Regions from separate parts of the Gasterosteus aculeatus genome. Here regions 2 and 3 are each linked to region 1. Evidence: chromatin contacts called from public Hi-C data. All regions are on one chromosome and are shown on one strand. The core of a region is the stretch at or near the end of the contact, and the rest is flanking DNA. Distances in the headings are between cores, read along the strand shown. Region 1 holds the start of tle3b (TLE family member 3, transcriptional corepressor b). Region 2 has its middle 11 kb from the start of LOC120813991. Region 3 overlaps LOC120812653 (a long non-coding RNA gene).

What was found. A called contact is a pair of places that touch in the nucleus more often than the background predicts.
Region 2: a Hi-C map of liver shows a contact between it and region 1, with 2.6 times the contacts expected there. The contact joins the enhancer-like site here to the promoter of tle3b in region 1. A contact is called at or near these places in 4 of 6 Hi-C or Micro-C datasets (liver, skeletal muscle and whole body).
Region 3: a Hi-C map of skeletal muscle shows a contact between it and region 1, with 2.2 times the contacts expected there. The contact joins the enhancer-like site here to the promoter of tle3b in region 1. A contact is called at or near these places in 3 of 6 Hi-C or Micro-C datasets (skeletal muscle and whole body).

What each region holds. Positions count from the first base shown.
Region 1 is chr12:20,469,718-20,472,973 of fGasAcu3.hap1.1, reverse strand. It overlaps tle3b (TLE family member 3, transcriptional corepressor b), which reads right to left and starts at 1,776. Exons shown (of 21, transcript XM_078085653.1): 1 at 1,264-1,776; 2 at 511-734. The coding sequence starts at 534.
Region 2 is chr12:20,558,911-20,562,166 of fGasAcu3.hap1.1, reverse strand. No RefSeq gene overlaps it. Among protein-coding and RNA genes, the nearest start is that of LOC120813991, 11 kb to the right of the region's middle. Within about 2 kb of position 1,781, at least 3 of the 9 cell types and tissues checked have open chromatin away from gene starts, as enhancers often do. A contact at or near this core is called in liver, where this site is marked.
Region 3 is chr12:20,542,498-20,545,753 of fGasAcu3.hap1.1, reverse strand. The region is part of intron 1 of LOC120812653 (a long non-coding RNA gene); the gene reads right to left. Among protein-coding and RNA genes, the nearest start is that of LOC120812653, 3.3 kb to the right of the region's middle. Within about 2 kb of position 1,448, at least 2 of the 9 cell types and tissues checked have open chromatin away from gene starts, as enhancers often do.

The DNA.
Region 1 (3,256 bases), core at 527-3,026:
GGGGGTAAATAACACCATCACAGCTAACTACACATCCTTCTTCAGCCTCCTCCTTCTCGGTGGACTGTGTTTTGGGACATTTCCCTCTTTTGCTGTTTCAGTAATCACATGGCCCCCGATTGGTGGAGGAAAGAGATGCGGTCACACAGCATGTGCAGCGACAGAGGCAGGTCGATTCACGTGTCCTCTGAGTAATGTCGGGCGTGAGAGAGGCGTGAAGAAAAAAAAAATAATAATAATCACAAGAAAGATGTGAGATTTCAAAAGCTAGCGGTTAACACCGAGAAATGCAGTCTGATTGCAGCAGGAGGTGATCTACTTTCCCCGAGTTGGACCAAAAGCTCCGATCTGCTCCCAGCCAGCGAGAGCGGGGCGGCTGCAGATGCGCACCATAAATAGTAAGGTGTGGATCAGCAGCTCCGCTCTCACGAGCTAATTAGGCTTCTTCCAACGGCGGCGCATTAGCATCAATTTACAAACAATGGCCACAAAAAAAAGGCAGCTACTTACCGGATGCCGGCCTTGGGGATACATGTCGCGTCCTTTTGCACGAGTGGATTCGGTGTTTTTCCCCCTTCTCCTTTCTTTCCTTCCTTCCTTCCTTAGTGCCGGTGAAGGTGCGGTAAATCACCGCCACCCCTCCCCTGTACACGCAGGATGGCGGCGGACAAAAGCGCTGTTCTGGGCGGCGGGGCGCGCGCTGGAGCGTCCCCTCCTCGGCCTCTCCTTTGAACCTACGCGGGGAGAAAGAACGAGGGACGGCTGAGCAGCTGAAGCACTTTCGCCGCAGGCGGCCGGAGCTCCTCGGGTGTTAAGAGTTAAAAGCTGTATCGTGAACTTAACCGGGCGGATGGGAGCCTACTCGTTGGCCGATGTTAAAAATTAAATGTCTTTAGAAAAATACTAATTGGGAAATGACGTTTTTTTTTATTATTTTACCTCATAATCCCCATTTTATGCAAAATAAATTGTCGAATCGATTTGGATGACAAAGAGGGTAAAATTAATCCCGAAGTTGACCTTTTTTCCCCCACAACCTCAACAACACGACGCTTTGAGATTCTCGCAATTCTAACGAGTTGACTTCCACAAAGGGGAACAAGAACACAGACGTAACACGGGTCGTTTTTGCTGATCCGTGGGGGGGGGGGGGTTGAAAGCCATGAGAAAAAGACAAGGAGCTGCGGCTTTCGAAGTCGGCTGCCATAAAGCCGCACCACGACGGAGTCTCGTTAGCGGCTCTCCTCATGTCGCCCTTTTTACCTTTGTCTGGGCGGATTCCTCCCCTCCTCACAGGTGAAGAAAATATGTACTATCCAGAAACAAAAATCGTATTATCCTTCACGTGTAGCCGTCACCACGGAACGATACGGACAAATGTCCGTCGCGGTTTGTATTTTTCACTTCTTCGCCCCCCGTGAGAGTCCTTTAAAAAGGTGATCCCGAGGCGGAGAGCGTCTCTCCGTCCGGTCGGACGTTGGAAACCCCTCGATCGAGACTAGTTGTCGACGGCATACAAACTCGAAAGAATATTAGAATCCAAAGGGTCGGACGGGAGTCTTCCAGTAAGTCCAAAATGTGTTGTTTTGTGGCGGATAAACGGCTCCTTCTCGTGAAAAATGTCGGCCGTTGTGAAATATACCACGAGCTCACTGGTGGGTAAACCCGGTTCCTCCGTCGCGCGCTGTACCACACACAGACTGTGCACTGACACGACGAACCGAGAGAGGGCCCCGCGTTGGCCAATGGGGTTCTTCGGAGGAGTTTAGCGCCACCGGCCAATCACATCGCGGTGTCCCCCACGTGGGGGGAACGGCGCGCGGGCGCATTGATAGGCCCGCGGTACGTGACCTCACACACGTTCGCCATTTTGAATTTGCAGTGACATTCGGTGCTTTCGACAACTTGTTCAAAACAAAAGACGATTATTTATATATTAGTGTGTTTCTACCGGCGTTTCAAAACTGTGGGTGTAGGTTCAGAGACGTTTTGCTGGGGGTATACAAATAAATAACCCCACTAACCAAATCCAGAATGTAGCCTCCTGAAAAGCATTAAGTCCGACCCTGAACGGTTCAAAATCTAGAATAGGAAGATCACACTGTCTGCATCCTAAATCAAGGAAAGACAGAGAAATTGAAATCCTGAAAAATGAGAGCTCGTAGAATTCTATTTGAGACCTAAAGTGCGTAGAAGATGTGAATACCGCTTAATCTACAGCCGTGTGCTTTGATTGACTTCAATTGATCGACCTATTTCTAACGAGACCTCAAGCATCTACAAGCTTCCCTATCGGCACCACTAGGTAGGCTGCAACACGTCTGCGCTTGCGGATTTCAGCCTATCAAGTGTTGCTCTCTTTGCCCGGCCCCACGTGGGTCCGCTTCCTGGCTCTTCACTGCTCTCCAGCCAATGGCATCACAGCCGTCTCCCTGCGTGCCTTCCAATTGGCCGAGAGGCTGGAAAGCTGTCAGTCAGGAGGCAGGGTTGTCAATTAAACCCACGTTGGGTACGGCGCTGACAAATGCCTGTGCTACTCTCCCTCCTGCCTGCGAATAGTGCCTGGAATGGCTGCTTAATTAGCTTTGAATGGCTTTTCCTTTCAGCTCAAACAATCTGTCACTACCATGTGGTAAAAAGAGCCTTGCATAAAACAAAAGCAGGGAGAAAAAAAAAGCCAGTAGGGGCTAAATATCAGTTTGATTCCCCCCTCTTCAACCCCCTCCCCCACGAAAACATTTGCTGCAAAACAAAGCTTTTACCGCGCTCAAACATGAGCTTGTTTCACACGTTTGGTCCTGCGCTCATTTTTTTTCCTGAAATTATTTTTGAAAGTGTAATCTTTAAAAATGCGTGTTGACGTCGGCAGGGAAATTAACAGGAAACGTCAACTACAGTCTGTGAAGGATATGTCACAAAATGTTAAATTAATATTGGCCAGCGACTCGAGGATATTTGAAAATGTGAATTCTTTTTGAATTAATGTTTACAACTTGTCCAATGATAAAAACGTGTATCTCACTCCGATTCAATTCTTTAATGCGAGGTATTTTTAAAATGCAGAGGAAACCCGAGACCTCAACTAAATTCAATATTATGTGTCGAATAAAGAAGTGCCCAAAGCTTAGAAGTCCAAGAATTTTTGAACATAACTGTAGCGAGTATACTGCAAGATTTAGCTGTTGCTTAGCAACAAATGTATCCCTCCTGCAGATGCTCTGACATGGGAGTTGGGATAAAAACTAATGGACTGAGG
Region 2 (3,256 bases), core at 532-3,031, 89 kb before region 1:
GAACTCTGTGTTCTTGTTTCCACTAAACCATATGTTATGATGATGTTTATGGCCCCTGGCGCAGCTTACTTCTCAGAATGTTGCCTGGGATCAAATGTTGCTCAAACACCAAAGATAGCACCTCGGTCCCCTGCCAAGCAGATCCAAGCTGACCTTCAGGCACAAGGTTCACAAGGTTCACAAAGGTACACAAAGGTACACAAATGTGCACAAGGTACTCCGTCGCCAGCTCCGGGAGAATGTTGCTGTTTGCAGGGCCAGAAGGAAATAAGAGCACGCCCGAACACGCCAACACGTGCTTGGACATGGAAATCTGAGTTTGCATCAATAAACAGTGACCTTCTTCAGGAAGTCACAGATTGTAATTGCATTGAAATGATTAAATGTCCAAATCTAAAGGAAGTGGGGAGAAGCTCAACGGTCAACTGACATAACAATTGCTTCCATGGCGTGTGCAATCACAACTTAAGTACCTATAGCGCCCAGAATGGAAAACACATTTTTCATAGCTTTCGGCTGTTGTCAATATTGACATGATTTACCAGACTCTGGTGAATAATGAATATTCATCACCAGCAGAGGGCAGCGGTATCCATGAAAGAGGCTCCTCTTTGTTGTGTACCTGTCGATCCCACCTGTGCATTAAAGCCAGCGCCCTATGCAGGCCGCCCTTTATCCGCCCGTGGATCACCTTCCACCAGAGAGCGTGTGACACTAGACACTTTAGCACTGGACAATGATTGACCCGCTGGTGAGCTTTTACGACGTGCTCCAGTGATGAGGATGACAGACATGCGGCCAGTGAACTTCGCCTGTCGGCTATCGACGACCGTAAACACAAACCGACCGCTGAACTAACACAAACCCCGGGCTAATGTTTCACCAAGTCGAAGGAATTCCTCCTCAAGTCAGATCTGTTTTTTTTTTGTTATAGCACGTCAATCCGATAATCGCTCCGTCTTCGCCGTTGAGCGACTTTGTCTTGATCGTGACGAACAAGAAACAAATACAAAGCCGGATGCTATATCCACATAGCATTAGTCAGTCCACACGCCTCCACACATACAAAGGGGCAGAACAAAGAAAAAAACCAACAACACACAAAAAAAAAAAAAAAAAAAAACCTCCACCGACTCACTGAATGTTTAACCGGTGTGAAAAGATGACATCAGTCCGCGTCCCCAGTCTTCCCCTTTTCTATCTGCGCTGCTACCGCAGGGGCCTCAGTGCCCAGACACTGTTGTCCTAATGCTAGTCAAACATTATTCTGAATGGCCAAACTCAATAGCGGCAGTGTTCGACCTGGCAGTGTAAATATTAGCAGAGCACACACGGAGACGCAGGAGTTGCTATGTGTGTGTGTGTGTGTGTGTGTGTCTCTGTGTGCTAAGTGTCGTCTCCCCGTCAGCTAAGTCCACACGGCGCACAGCAGCAACAATACAGCGGTGGGACAAAACGAAGAAGTGGGAAGGAAAAAACTAAACAAAAGAGAAAGGAATTCAGGCCTCCTCGTTTGACGGAGATCTACCGTGGTTTCTCTGTAGGTGTGATTCCGTGGCGCTCGGCGGCGCGGGTCACAGATTCTCACACGTTATCCATTTGTTGGCGCAAATCAACACAGACGTTGGGGCTTTGTAGAGGAAAGTCGGTGTGTGTGTGTGTGTGTTTTGCGTTTTCCCGGGAAGTCGGATGTCAGCCGACACGAGCAACTGACCATCGGTTCATGAGCAAAGTCGAGGGCCCCGTGATCACTTCTTCTACTTGCGTGGTCCGGGCTCCGTGTTCTCTGGTGATGTGCCACGACAAACACAGATACCGTGGTTTGTTTGACGGGTGTTTTAAGGGAAAAGCTCTACTTTGAACGGCTGTCGGTGCACAAAGACGCCGATTTGTTGCTGAGATTGTGACCATAAATCTAGCAAACGTTTGGTCGATTTAATTGACCTAATGGGATCATAGGAACGAAGCTTCCGGCTCCAGATGCACGCTGGCCGTTATCAATAAGAAGACTGTTGTATTGTCCGATCCCAGATATACGCACCATCAGCATCAACAAGATGGTGAAGCACAGAAACGCCGCAGATATCAGCCCGGTCAATATTTACGTTAGCGTATCTTAGTAGTAATCCCTCAAACAAACACATTTCATCAAAGATAGAACGGGATGTGGGAGAACTACTATAGATTTATTCGTGACACCTCTTACACACCTGCTCACATTCGCGCTGCAGGAGGAAGCGGAGCAGCGGAGGACGCAGAGAGAGCAGCTGGGAAAATGTTTGCCGCTTTATCTCAGGAGGAACGGGCAGGAAGTACAAGCGTCTTCAGCTGGTTGGGATGCATCCTCCTGCAAGGCTGTTTGTTCTGGGCACCGAACACCGGTGTAAGTGATCGCCGGCTCGGCAAGCAAACAAACAAACAGGCTAATATTGACTGTGGTTCTGTGCTTGTTTACATGTGCCAAATGTGCCTGCTGCTCATTCCAAACAGCAGTTATCCCGCTTTTCAATCAAATGTTTTACATTTTACCGAAGCCCAAACATGACATCATCTGATGATATTGTTTTCGATTCATTTGATAAGAACGATAAACGCAACGTGATCGTTTAGTGTTTCACCAAATGCTGCTGTTCCTTTGACCCTCTGCCTGAAGTTCCACCCCAGACGCAGGTATTTTACATTTATTTCACCCTCAGGGAGCCGTGGAAGTGCTTTAAACCTGCAGTGACACACTGCATCGCTGCTACATTCAGCACTTCCAGCGGGCCAGTTTGAAGAAACTTGATCACTGAAGGACAGTACCGACACATCCTCTCGTCCTAGTTTACCTCCCTCCTTTCCTATGTGTGATCCTGGGTGTTCATCCCTCACTGTGTGTGGTGTGTGTGTGTGTGTGTGTGTGTGTGTGTGTGTGCCAGATATTGAGGCCCGGCCTCGGGCTCATTCTCATGCAGGCCCATGGCGTGGAGCTGAGGCTACGAGATAATTGCTTCTCCGAGGAGTGGACGGCCCGGGAGCTTTCTTCATCTACCGGTGCCAGCCACCAGGCTGTCCATCACACGGGCCCGATGACTCGCTGATTCTCCGAGGAGAAACAAAAGCTATTAGTGGCGTGTGTGTGTGCGCAGCTGCTGCACGAGCATACAGAATTAACTTAAACATAACTTGCTTGCATACAAAGTGAGACACGGGCCCGGGCACTGTCAACACGGTCCTTGTGTTTTTCTTCACTTCCTTCCCCATTATCATCCGTCCT
Region 3 (3,256 bases), core at 199-2,698, 73 kb before region 1:
AAAAACAACCATGTCCTCCGTTCCTCCCTCACCCTTTTTGCTTTTAATGTCACCAGTCTATGTACGTGGGCGCGAGGCGTGTTGGCCGCGTGTGTGCATGAGCTTCCAATCAGTGGAGGATGCGGACGGCCCGCCGCACCGGGCTGCTTGCAGGCAGCCATCTGTCAGCTGACGCTCAAGCGCCGCGGCAATCAGAACGCGCTGCAGCGGGTCCAATCTGTTCCACCACAGGTAGGGCTGTGGGAGGGTCGCCGCCGCTCGACACACTCTCTATCTTTTGATTTTCTTCCCTCCAATCCCTCCTTCTGTGACATCATCGTTTCCTCTTTAGTCGGCGTTGATTTGCTCTTTGGGCCCAGACACGGTTACATGAAACCTTCACTATACTGACCTCCATCATTGATGCCTAAAATAACAAATATCAGTGGGTGTACCAGGGTATTTAGAGGGGAAATCAAAAGGGCTTGTTCTCACGTGCTGAGCCACCTGCACTGCTTCTCTTCCTGGCGGGGGCATCACGCACCGTGTGCCCGAATGACGGCGGCATGCTAAGTGCGGTGCATCAGTGGTCACTGCAGCCTGCTAAATGACCCCCCCCCCGTGTGCTTCAGCCATGGCGGCCAGGACTCTCCTTCTCCGGGCCTCTCTGTTGGCCAAAGGCCCAACCGTAAATCTGATCAGAGCCGTGCTAATGGCAGAAGGCGGCCATCCCGGCCCGAGCGCCGGTCGTGGCCAAGAAGCCTGAGGCGGTGGAGGTGACGTCCTGAGCTCAGATCCAATGAATTATTGAACCGGTCCCAGAACAGAGCTTCAGGAGACCCATTTAGATTTGTTAAGCCGCTGAAACAGATGTGAAAATGAGTTTTCTGTCACAATCCCAGCAGCCCCAGTTTAAGGTTTAAGATATATTTTGTGACGTTTTTGATTGCTTGGCTAGTTTGATTCTGGAGGAGCTTCACCGACTCAACACCTAGTAACAGTTGCTCACTATTTTTCTTTTTTATGCTTGGGTTTAATCGTGTTCCTGTAGCTCTGTGGTGTCTGTTTCTCAAGGGTCTGAAGCTGTAATCTTTCATTGTTCCAGTCATTTTAGGTGCTGATGTCTCCGTTAACTTCAGCCAGCTTCTCTTCATCCCATTGAACAAAATACTGACGACAAGATCCAGTTTTCAATCTATAGTATCACAATAAATACTTTCCAGTAACATAAAGTTGCAAAACAAATTTAGTTTGTTAGTGTCTAATATTCTACTTTAGTTAAGGAACAACTTAACTTCACGCATCCACCTCGAGGGGTAGACTCACATTCAACGTCTCCCTCGCAGCTCAGAATGTTTTGGGCTTTATTTCTCTCTGAAACAATCAGTTACACATGAGCAGACCTACTGTCTGCTCACATTGTTTGTGCATGCATCACCCACGTTGGTCCACCCACTCATCCACTCTATCTGCACATCTACAAGGAACCTTCACTCTAAAACTCCAAGCAGGGCTTCGTCACCACAAGAACGCTTTCATAATTCTTCATGAGATAGATAACATCTCGGTAGAAGCTGCGCAAACAAATCCAGATCGAGCTTAGCAGGAGGGACATTCATCTACCAGCCCTTGACAGTCACTGCAGGTGCAGCGACGGCTATCCGGAGTCACCGTTAATGTTTGTATGTCAGTAGAAAAGTTTTGAGTGCTGGTTTTATGTTCATGGCGTTGTACTTCTGGAGAAGGAACTGTTGTGTTGCCACACCCACAGCCTTGGCGCGTCCATCACCACCAATCTGTGTGTCATCTGTGCCAAAATCAACCCACTTGCAATTAAAAGATGAAGTTACAAATCCTTGTTGTTGGACTACATTTTTAAACTTGCTCTGCCAGTTCTCTCCCCTCCGTTGGCACGGCGCTGAAACAAAGTGAGCAGAAGGGACTGGCAGAGTAAGAACAACTAAATCCGATAGCGGCCCCCTTTGTCAGGGTTGAGTAGGAAGGCAGGACTCAAATGCAGAGTTTTAAACTCCAAAACAAAAATGGCCAAGTGGCAAAAACACACGCAGGAACAGGGGGGGCAAAAAGGCAGACAGGAACAGGGGGGCAAAAAGGCAGACAGGAACAGGGGGGCAAAAAGGCAGACAGGAACAGGGGGGGCAAAAAGGCAGACAGGAACAGGGGGGCAAAAAGGCAGACAGGAACGAGGCACATCCAGGACGATAGACAATGACGCGACAAGCGACAGGAGACACACACAGCTTAAATACACTAAGGAGGTGCAGGTGATTGGAGGTGGAAACAATCAGACAATCACAGGGGATGGCAGGACAAGGCAGGAAGTGAAGTTACCCAGGGAGACAAGAAGCAGAAAACTACAAAATAAGACCGGATATAAAACCACACCGTGACACCCTTTGAGTGTAGTTTGATGAAATAATAATAATTCGACAATATGTGGATTCAGTAAAATGACGTGCATTCATTGTATACATGTGTTGCTCATGTGTCGTGTTTAGAAAAGCTTCAAGCTTCTACTTCAATATGAGGGCCGCGTTTATCCGCGTTTACCTCGCCTTTGCCCCCCCCCCCCTGGGTAATCATCCAGTATTGCAGCTGATTGGAAAAGTAAACCTAGTCGGTCCAGGGTGACTGAAGCAGCAAGCGCTGGCTTTTAAACCTCAAAACACGTTATTTTGTAACTAAACAACAATAATTCTAATTCTAATAGTGATGAAGAAAACCGGGATTCTATTAGTCTGAGTGGATCATTCTGAAATAATATTCTTTATTATGTTAATCTATATAAATTCAGTATTGGCTACAGTGTTAAAGCCTGTGGTGGTAAAGAGAGAAATTAAATATAGCAAAGGAAAAAATTTGCAAGGAAAGCAGTTGAGAGGTTTGAGTAGTTAACATAGTTAGACATCTGCTCGGAAATCGCTTTGCCGGTTGTTTTTGGGAACAATCCTGGGACCCCGGCGTGAAGCGTAGACGCACTGAAGGCATCACGTCTTCTCCGTCTGAGAAGGTTTTGAGTCTCAGGTGTAATTAGACCACACATTCACTGTTGGTCTCTTATAAAGAGGTTTGTTGTGACAACCAGGATGACTAACTACTCAAATGAAGCCAACATAAAGGTTATTGAACGGGATCAGAACACTATTATCAAGTAAGCAGAATATATGACGTGTTGACGTATTTATTGACGTAATTACTCTAATCAATGTCAATGTCCTCCGATTACTTCATTCTCCTGACGTGTCTCCAAACACAG